3 separate regions of the Mus musculus genome follow, and all the other regions are linked to region 2. Evidence: chromatin contacts called from public Hi-C data. All regions are on one chromosome and are shown on one strand. Each heading gives the region's core, a stretch centred on a gene start, on an enhancer-like site or on the middle of the called end of the contact. The rest is flanking DNA. Distances are from core to core; before and after follow the strand shown. Region 1 has its middle 110 kb from the start of Gm23979. Region 2 has its middle 32 kb from the start of Gm46323. Region 3 has its middle 21 kb from the start of Ttc32.

What was found. A called contact is a pair of places that touch in the nucleus more often than the background predicts.
Region 1: a contact with region 2 is called in a Hi-C map of cranial neural crest, with 1.7 times the contacts expected there. The contact joins two enhancer-like sites.
Region 3: a contact with region 2 is called in a Hi-C map of cranial neural crest, with 2.9 times the contacts expected there. The contact joins two enhancer-like sites. A contact is called at or near these places in 9 of 484 Hi-C or Micro-C datasets (the HL-1 cell line, MC3T3-E1-derived osteoblasts, Sertoli cells and 6 more) and 1 of 9 other capture datasets (embryonic stem cells).

Annotation. Positions count from the first base shown.
Region 1 is chr12:9,750,039-9,753,064 of GRCm38.p6, forward strand. No RefSeq gene overlaps it. Among named protein-coding and RNA genes, the nearest start is that of Gm23979, 110 kb to the left of the region's middle. Within about 2 kb of position 1,528, at least 12 of the 459 cell types and tissues checked have an H3K27ac peak or open chromatin away from gene starts, as enhancers often do.
Region 2 is chr12:9,337,815-9,340,929 of GRCm38.p6, forward strand. No RefSeq gene overlaps it. Among named protein-coding and RNA genes, the nearest start is that of Gm46323, 32 kb to the right of the region's middle. Within about 2 kb of position 1,292, at least 35 of the 459 cell types and tissues checked have an H3K27ac peak or open chromatin away from gene starts, as enhancers often do.
Region 3 is chr12:9,049,740-9,052,945 of GRCm38.p6, forward strand. No RefSeq gene overlaps it. Among named protein-coding and RNA genes, the nearest start is that of Ttc32, 21 kb to the left of the region's middle. Within about 2 kb of position 1,257, at least 8 of the 459 cell types and tissues checked have an H3K27ac peak or open chromatin away from gene starts, as enhancers often do.

The DNA of each region.
Region 1 (3,026 bases), core at 278-2,777, 410 kb after region 2:
CTGTGGGTAATCTAGGTATACCTATGGAGTAAATCTATATAATATAGACGTGCACTGTGGCATCACAGTGTATCCCAGGAAAATGTATAGTTGTAGTAGCAATTAAGAAGAATCTGAAATGCTGCTGTGTCCTCTACCCAGTTTTACATCCGTCATAGTCCAGCCAGCACGTAGCCCCAGTCTTTTCTTGGCATTTCAGAGTAGAAGTGGCCACATGTAGTCCTGTCTGTCTCTGGTATTGTGGTCTCCTGTTTCTATCAGTTAGGTACACTGATGCTGTTTCCCATACTTGCGTGAGAGCTCACACATTGAATACAAGCTAAGTATCTGTTATGAGGACTTTGAGAAGTATACCCTGCTACTGGGGATTAGTAAACTCTGAAGGTGGCTGCAGGAGCCTGGGAAGAGGAAGGGCAGCTTACAGGCTAGCTGTCTGTTTGTTACTCTCCAGACCACCCCTGTGTAGGGAAGATGCCTTTGCTGGTGAGCTGAGAGACTGGAAATCTGGGTATATGAAAGGAGCAGTCACAGTTTAGGACCAGGGATATTCCTTGGAATGGAGTGTTGTCTTTTCCCACTCCATCTCCAGCCCAGCAGTGTTAAGCTTCAGTCAAAACTTGCTTCAAATAAAGCAATGACAAAAGCAAGCCATTTGGACTGTTTTACTTATCATGTGACTTGGGGTCCTCAATATGGATTCAGCACAGCTGTGTTTTTTAATAATCTAGACCAGATTAAAGGGCCCTGCGCTTGAGACGTGTACTTTATTTAACAATGTGTTACTTATAGCACCTCAGACACAAGTGGGCTTCTACATTTCTGTTGGAGAAGCTGCAGGTATGCACAGTAAGCTATAGTTTCCACAGGGTTTTTCTTTTCTAAATCCTATGAAAGGAAGAAAAAATGCAAAAAAAAAAAAATCAACAAACCAAGCTTCTGTAGCTCCTATGTCCCTCAAATAAATGAACAGTAATTAACTTACACAGTTCAGTTCATTTAGTTTTTAAAATAGCTCCATGCTATTTTACTTTTAAAATATCTTAGGAGATTTCCTGAAGAGATCATTACACCAAGTTGGTCCTGACTTGTGTAGGCAATAAAGCAAATAAAGTCATTAAAAATAATTTGAACAAAAGGAGTAACTTGATATTATGCCATCTACATTTGGTTAAAATGACATTTTAAAGTTTGCTTTCATCTTACCAAACAGATCTCCGAACAGAAAAAAAAATGTGATTAATAAATTATCCTCCATAAATCTTATGATAACTATTATAGTCTTTGGAGAATTATGAATCCACATCTGGAAAAAGTATTTTATATGCTACTGCCTGTAAAACAGCATGCCATGCATTTTACAAGTGCACGTTAGTTAGTAAAAATACGGTATGGTTTTTTGTGTTCATCATTTTCCCCTACAAAAGAAGTGTAAGCCTAGTTTATTTCATAGTAAAGAGTGCTAATAAAGTTTATATGACGCTTGTTTTCCTCCCTTACTTTGGTGCTAATGTAGTTTCACTGGGTTAGTTTGAAGGAGCTTTCTAACCCAGCTCAAGGAAGCCATCACTAAAAGCAAAGTCAGCTGGTGCCCCTAGTAGCTGGAGTGGGCAGAAATCAGCTGGTCCAAGGGGTGGCAGAAACATCACAGGAGTACACTGAAATCATCAGAGCTGTGCACCTCATCCTGCCTTGTGTGTGTGTGTATGTGTGTGTGTGTACATGGGCCTGTGTGAAAATGTCTTTGTGTGTTTGTATGTGTGTATGGTGTGCATATGTGCCTGTGTGTGTGTGTGCACATGGGCCTGTGTGTAAATGTCTTTGTGTGTTTGTATGTGTGTATGGTGTGCATATGTGCCTGTGTGTGTGTGCGCACATGGGCCTATGTGTAAATGTCTTTGTGTGTGTGCGTGTGTGTGTGTGTGTGTGGTGTGCACATGTGCCTCTGTGTGTGCACGTGCACTCATTATCCTGATTCTTTTTATCCTTTTTCAGATTCATAGTAGGTCTCCTGAGTTCCTGACTCAGAATGCATGCAAGATAAGATCATTTTTAGAATTAGAAATTTGATTAAACTTAAACATTTGTTAAGGAAAACGAGCAAAGTGCTTTGAGAGCCAACAGTGTCCCTTGGAAATAGAAAATGTTTTCTCGTTTCCAGGCAGCTGTTTGTAATAAGAAGTAGCTGCTGAGTGAGAGGGAAGGACGCCATTAAGTGAAGGTAACCCCTCCAGGGTTTTATGGAGCACCACAGTCATGCAAGCACCATCAGTGATAAATATCACAATAGTGGTTACAGCGCATCTGGTTTTATTTCCATGTGGATCCCCGAATACACTTCAATCCAAGTCACAGAATACATTTAACGATCACAGAAATGCACAAGCTTAATGTACACAAAAGCAACCTCAGGGAAAAGAAAAGATGGCCAAGTCTTATTTCCAGAAGAATGACCTACCAGGATCCATAACAATAACACCTGTAAACCAAATTCTCTTTTGTTTGGATTCTGGAAAAGCGAGCGGCACACCAGACTTTCCTAAGTAGATACCAGGCCTTCAGTCTCCAGAGAGTTTTAATGCATTTATCTTGGAGGCCTTATTTCCAAACATTTAGAATGATCAGATTAAGGGCTTGGGGTGCTGCTGGAAAAACAAGGGTCTTGAAGTACCCTTAGTCAGCCTGTGGAGGTAGCTCAGCTGGTAAAGTGTTCACTGCATGAAGACCTGTGTTTCATCTCGAAAACCCATGTTAAAAACAAACAAACAAGAAAGCAAACGAACTGAACAAAACTGGGTTTGGGGACATGTTCTTGTGACTTTAGCATTAAAGGAGACCGGCAGATCCTGGGGCTTATTGGCCAGTCATTCTCATCTAATTAGTGAGCTACAGGACAGTAAGAAACCCTGTGTCTAAAAGCACTGTGACATATGCTGAGGAATGACACTGAAGCTAGACCTCTGGCTTCTGTCGTAACTTCACATACAAATCTATATCTCCTCTTGAGTAAGATACGTGCGTGAGTACAC
Region 2 (3,115 bases), core at 42-2,541:
AAAGATTAAACATGATACAGTACTGGAAGTGAGCACGGAAGATTGAGGCCCTGGGTTTTATGCTTTCCCTTGCTACAGGGGATGGAAGGAATATTGTTTCTCCTTAAAATGATTTATTTAAATGGGTAGGCTAGAATTCTACTTAAAACCCAGTGTCTGAATGCACCTGTTTAAGTCAGCTTCTTGTTCTCTCAGGTATTTAGGCATTGAATTTTCCCCATTAGGGGAGTGATTGACACTGTGGTCCTTACAATAACACATGATTATAACTCTGCAAATGGCAATTACATTCAATGGAAACCAGATGTTGCTTGGAATTCGACTCTTCTGGTTTCTTGGTGAAGTAGATGAATTTGTAAAGTAGAAAACCACAGTCATTACTCAGATGGACTGTACATGAATTAATGACATAATATCTAAATCATATATGGTTGAAAATAATGATTAACTTAAACTATCAAGATAAGCTAATGAAAAACAGACCCTTAAAAATTAAAGATGTGTTTTCTTCAATGTATTTTATTCATATGCTAATCATAAAACTACCCTGGTTTTGGTGTCTCTTCAGTCCTGAATAGAAAAAAGAACTTGTTTAAAAAAGAAGTCTTTTTTGGTGGTTCCCCTGTGGGAGGAGGTGGACAACTGTGATGGTTTTTCTTGGCTAGTGAATTTTTCTAGAGTCTGAAATCAATCTTTTAAAAATATATTGTTGTTAAGGACAGTTAGCAGTGTTTTATGCTGAATTACACACGTTATATTGCTAAGGACATATTCGGCATCCGAGGGACTGGCTTTTCATGTATGTACAAAGCATATCCGTTCACATACAACTTCTTTCTCTCTCCTGAGCCTGCAAACAAAGCACACATGCACACATTCATAGGTGCACAGACTCTCCTTCTCCCTGTCTCTCTCTTATCTTACACACACACACACACACACACACACACACCACTCAGTGATGCCTCCAGCCAAGAAGGCAAATTGGCATTTCAAATCCACCCACACTACCATTTCAAAAGCTCACAGCCTTGGGTTAGCACCCTCTGAGGTGGTTGAGTTTGCAAACCTTGGCCCATCATTTCCACTGTCATGAATTCTCAATGACATCATCACTGTAAAATTAGGAACTCTCTTTCTTTTCCTGCAGATGTGAAAGCTTGACATTGCATTCCATGGTCCCGTGCCACATTTCATCAGCGTTCTTCCTTCGCTTTCTCCAAAGCCCGTGGCCGCATGTGGTGTGTAGATTGCCAGTGCTGTTTGGGATCTCATATCAAATGCTGCTACTTAATCCCAGGCGGCCTTCCCCAAGCCCACACCTGCAGCTCATTGAATCCTCCTGGAGTACAAAGGGCTGATTTACAGCACGAAGGATCCAGGCACTGGTTGCAGCTGGAGCTCCAGCAGGAAAAGGAAGTTGTTCATCATCTTGTGTGCATTTCATTAACAATAGTGTACCCGATATGTAGCTCATAGAATAATTTCAAGTCACTGACAGAGAGCATTATGGCATTTGGCATTACTAGGAAAAAATACTTCAGGATGGGCAAATTAAACGTGAGCGCGAGGTTTCCATGAGACCCCCTGGAACCGCATTCACTACTGTCTGATTCTTTGGGCTTTACCCCGCTTCTCATTCTTTCCCTTTGTCGTTGGAGCAGTCTTAGGGTTCAACTGGGATATTGCTAGCTTTCTGCTTTGTTTTAGGTATTAACAACCAGGAGCTTCGAGCGAGCTATGCTAAGCCAACCACTTGATGTATGTTTATTTGTTGGGGTGGCAGTTGCCGTGGCCGAATGAGACATGCAGTATGTATATTTCTCTTCTGAGAGTTCACCTCCATGTGTGTTAGTGAGTCCCAGTCTGATGCTGGCGATGAGGAGTGAGGATGGTGGAGACAAAGAAGGTACAGATGCCAAGAGATTATCGTATGGCTGAGCTTCCTCTCTCAGCTCTTAGGCCTGTCTTCTCTGCAGCCCAGTATCAGCCTCCAAAGAGGGGATCCCTATCCACCAAGGGGCTGGCTGTCCAGTTCTCTGCAACTCCACTTGTTCTACGGGAGTATCTTGCAGTTGAAGGATCTATTAAGGAGACCGAAGGCCTAAACCTAAGCTTACTTCAGAACAAAATCACTTCAGAAGTGGTGCAGGATGCTCACTGCATTTGGGTCAATGCCCTGCACGATGGTTGAGTGATGCACAGAATAGAAAGGCAAAGATGGATTTATGGTGGCTGTTGGCACTTTATTTCTAGAGGACAAAATCAATAAAAATCGCCCTGCTTGAGGGAGAAGGCTCAGGGAGGCAGAAGCAAATTTCTTTTCACTTTGTAATGGTAAACAAACCGGGCTCAGAGCAGTATCTGATGTGGCTGCACAGAGCCTGGTTTCCAGTTTCTCTTGATGTGTCAAATGTATCCCTTATGTGAATCATGGTTTAAAAATACTTGTATGCAGTGGGTTTGGGAAATCAATAAGCTTTTATGATGCTCTCCTTGCTTCACATAATTTCTGATTTCAAAAGAAAGCCTGTGTATTCCTTTAAGTTGTTTATATATTATGTGTTTCAAAACTAACAGCTCTTCCAAGAGTTTCCCCAGGATTGTTAGAGTTTTTTTTTTCCCCTTGTTCTCCTCTCTTGCTTGCTTGCTTTCCCTTTCTTGTCAGTAATGCTAATGAGTTCGAAACTTACACATAAATTGAAGCAGGATTTATAAAATGCAATAAAAAAACTTCTAGGCAAGAAAGATAAATATAACAATCCATGAGACCATGTCAGCCTTTTCCAACATTGGAAAGACTACAGACAGGGACATTAACGAATGACCAGGCTGTGTGGCGTTTCTCAGGTTAGGAGCTGAGGCTCCCAGCAAGCAGCCTTACGAAGAGCTGTCCTGCCTTCCTTGATTTCTCTGAAATTCAAATCTAATTGCAGATTGGAACCTATCCATCCGCTCAGTCTGTAAAAATAATTTTCCCTAAATATTTACCCAAAGTGCATTATTGCTTATACAGTTGTGAAAAGCATTTAGCACTTTATAATCCTCTATTTGCTCCTATGTGGGCCTGGGAGTATACTCTCCTTACAGAATTCACAAATGCCTAGAAGGCTAA
Region 3 (3,206 bases), core at 7-2,506, 290 kb before region 2:
TCTCTTAGACACCTCCAACCAGGCCCAGAGTCAGGCCAGGGCCAGCAGAGAACATGCAAGGGCAGCAAGGAGAACCCGTAGCACAGAGTGGATGCACAGATAAGGAGGATGGGGCAGGGCAGTCACGTCAGCCAGGCCCAGGGGGCAGCGCTGGGCATATGTTCTGTGGGGCATTAGTCTGTGCCCCATCTAGATATCAGCTGCTGGCACTGAGCTCTAGGGCAGTATCCACACTTGTGTGTGGGTTATGTAGGGTGGACACCATTGGTGACACACTGTGGGGTGGGTACAAGCTGTAAGTGCCCGCGGTTGTTGCCCCTGGGACTGTCGAGCGACAATTGCTAGTGCTATCAAGGAACTGAATTACTGATTTCACTCACATCAATTTCAAATATAAAAATGTCAGGGCTGGGAGATGCTCAGTCTGGGAAATGCTTATCATGCAGACGGTTTGCTGGGCACCTAAAATCCAGCATCCAGGTAAAAGCTGGGTGGTGTGTAGCTATAATCCCAGCACTGGGGGTTGCTGTGGTGACAGGCAGGTTTCCTAAGCTCCCTGGTCAGCCAGCCCATCCATAAGGATGAGTTCCAGCGTCAGTGAGCAAGTGTATTAAAAGGTAAGGTGCAGAGCACTCACACACACACACACATACAAGCTTCATGCTTCACACATGTGCTTCGTGAACACATGCGTATGTACGTGGACATGTATGCAGATAGGTATCACACGCACACTTGTGATTCAGTCATTAGAAGTTGTGAAAGTGTGTTTGGGGCAACAAATTCACATTTAAAGTTTGTGCGTTGGCAACTGCGGAGCTTGTGCGATCTCAATCAAGTATTTCTGATGAAAGCGTCATGTTCAAATGGCAATACACTGCAAGTGTTAAATAAATACCAGATTGTGAATACTCTGTTCACAAAAGAAGAATGCTAACCATTGCTAACATTTTTATATTGATTATGTGTTGAAATGATAATATTTTGGATACATCGGATCAAATAAAATCACATTAAACTTACTGTCACTGGCTCCCGTCACTTTTGAGCTCTGTGGTTTGGGCAGTTTCCCCCTAAACTCTCTAGGCTTCAATTTCACCTTATCTGCAGTTACTGCAGAAAAACCCCTCTGGGCTCATCAAAGTGCTGATGGCTGAAGGAGGAGGTTTCCAGCCTCGCAGTGAGGCTGGCCTTGGAAGGGTCAGACCCCCCTCCCTCCCAGACAGGAAGCACCGCCCAGGAAGCCGTTTCCCAGGCCTCAGGATTAGCACTAGCCCGACACCCAGCCATTGCAGATGACTCTCCCTAACAAGCACAGCTTTGCACTTTCTGGAAACTCTCCCTCTGGCTGAGTGCTCCTGGCTCGTATACCTCCCAGTTCCCTGTACCTGGGTTTCCGGCTCAGGGGGGAGAGAACAGGCATGAGCCTCCCTATCTTCTCTGGGTGGTTCCAGTGTTTTCTTGGTAGCTGCCTGGGGTGAGGGTTATGGTCGACAGGAGCTTCAAGGAATGTCCAGGAAGCCAAGGAAACCGACCAGACTCAATAGCTCAGAAAGTTACAAAAGTCACAAGCACTCCTCCTCCAATTCCTACCCACTCTAGAAACCAGAGCAGTTGCTGGCAGGAGACTCTCTTCGCTGGAACTGCCTTCAAGTTGGGCAGGAGGTTTCAGGAATGCTGCTTTTCTGGGTCTGTCACTCATAGTCGGGTGGACTTTTCGGTGATACTGTGGTCTTTGAGTCACCATGCACCTGGATGCAATGCCCACCCATTCTCCTGTAAGTAAATCCAATAAACTCACTGAGTCACCTGAGTCACCAAGTCAATATTGGGAATTAGTTCTTTGGCCTGATTTTGGTTCCCTAAATAGACCCGTGTTATGCCTCCCTGGGAAAGGCCACACAACACCATTTTCTCCCTCCTGTAATTCAGGGCTAGGGAACACGAGTCCAGGCTGGGTTAGGGCTTGTTTTAGGGTTTTGAGTTCAAGCCCCAGGCTAAGGCTCTGCTGGGCACCACATTCTTGTCCCTTCCCTCCTGGAGGAGCCTGGAGGTGTGGAGTATGTGATGGCAAGAGGAAGAAAGCCTCCTGTCGGGCTTGCCAGGCACTCACTTACACAAGCTGCGTATGTTTGAAGTGACTTCTGTGTATGGGTGATTTGTTTTCCTGTATGCTGTGTGCCACATGTTAGCAGTGTCCACAAAGACCAGAAGAGGACATCGGACCTCCTCAGAACTGGAGTTTCAGACTGTTGCGAGCCACCATGTGGGTGCTGGGAATGGAGTCTGGGTCATCTCTCTCTCTAGTCCTGCAAGGTGTTTTCTTAAAATAGCTGTGCATGTGATTGGATATCTATAAAGGGAGGGGACCTTGCTGGTCTCTAGGGTCTGGAGAGTCCAGAAGATGTGGTACTTAACATCTAGCATAGCCATGGACACATGGCTAAAGGTGGCCTGCTGTTTCATAGACCTGCCTGTTGCTCTAGGCATGCCATTTGCCATATGGCCACTAGGTGTCATCATCACACCATGAGTGGGCCTCTTAGCCCGGTCTAAGAGACACATGTGCAGGACAGGGCCTAGGACAGGTGTGTGTTCTCTAGTCCAGGCTGTGTTCTGATGGCTGTGTGTCTGCCTTATTGGATTACAGTGCTGCTGCTGACTCTAATTGGGACTTTCAATAGTATGTCTTTTCCTGTGGAGAACCGCAAGTCTTACCCACTTTCTTGTGCTCTGAAATGCCCAGGCTCACCACCCCTGGGAATCAGAGGGCCAATAACTACCATCTTACTTGAGGCTTATGTAAAAGTCTCGGAGGCTCTGAGATCTTGATATATCTGACACGTTTGGAAAAATGAGCTGCCTGATCCCTACACCTCACTCATATGGGTCTGGCCTCTAGACCTGACATCAAGTAGGGGGCACGTGTAAAAAGACCCTCACTCACCACACCCATCCACAGGCAGGTTGGGATGATATGGGAGCGATATATTTGTTTTATCTTTGAAATTATAATATAATTACAACATTTCTCGTTCCCCTTTCTTACCTCGAAACCCCAGCATATCTCCTCTGCCCCCAACTCTTTTCATTCAAACTCATGGCCTTTCCCCCAGTGTTATTGCATGCTTAACATATATGTATTTACATACATACGTACAACTAAATATACTACTTGGTCCATAGAATATCACTTGTATGTATGC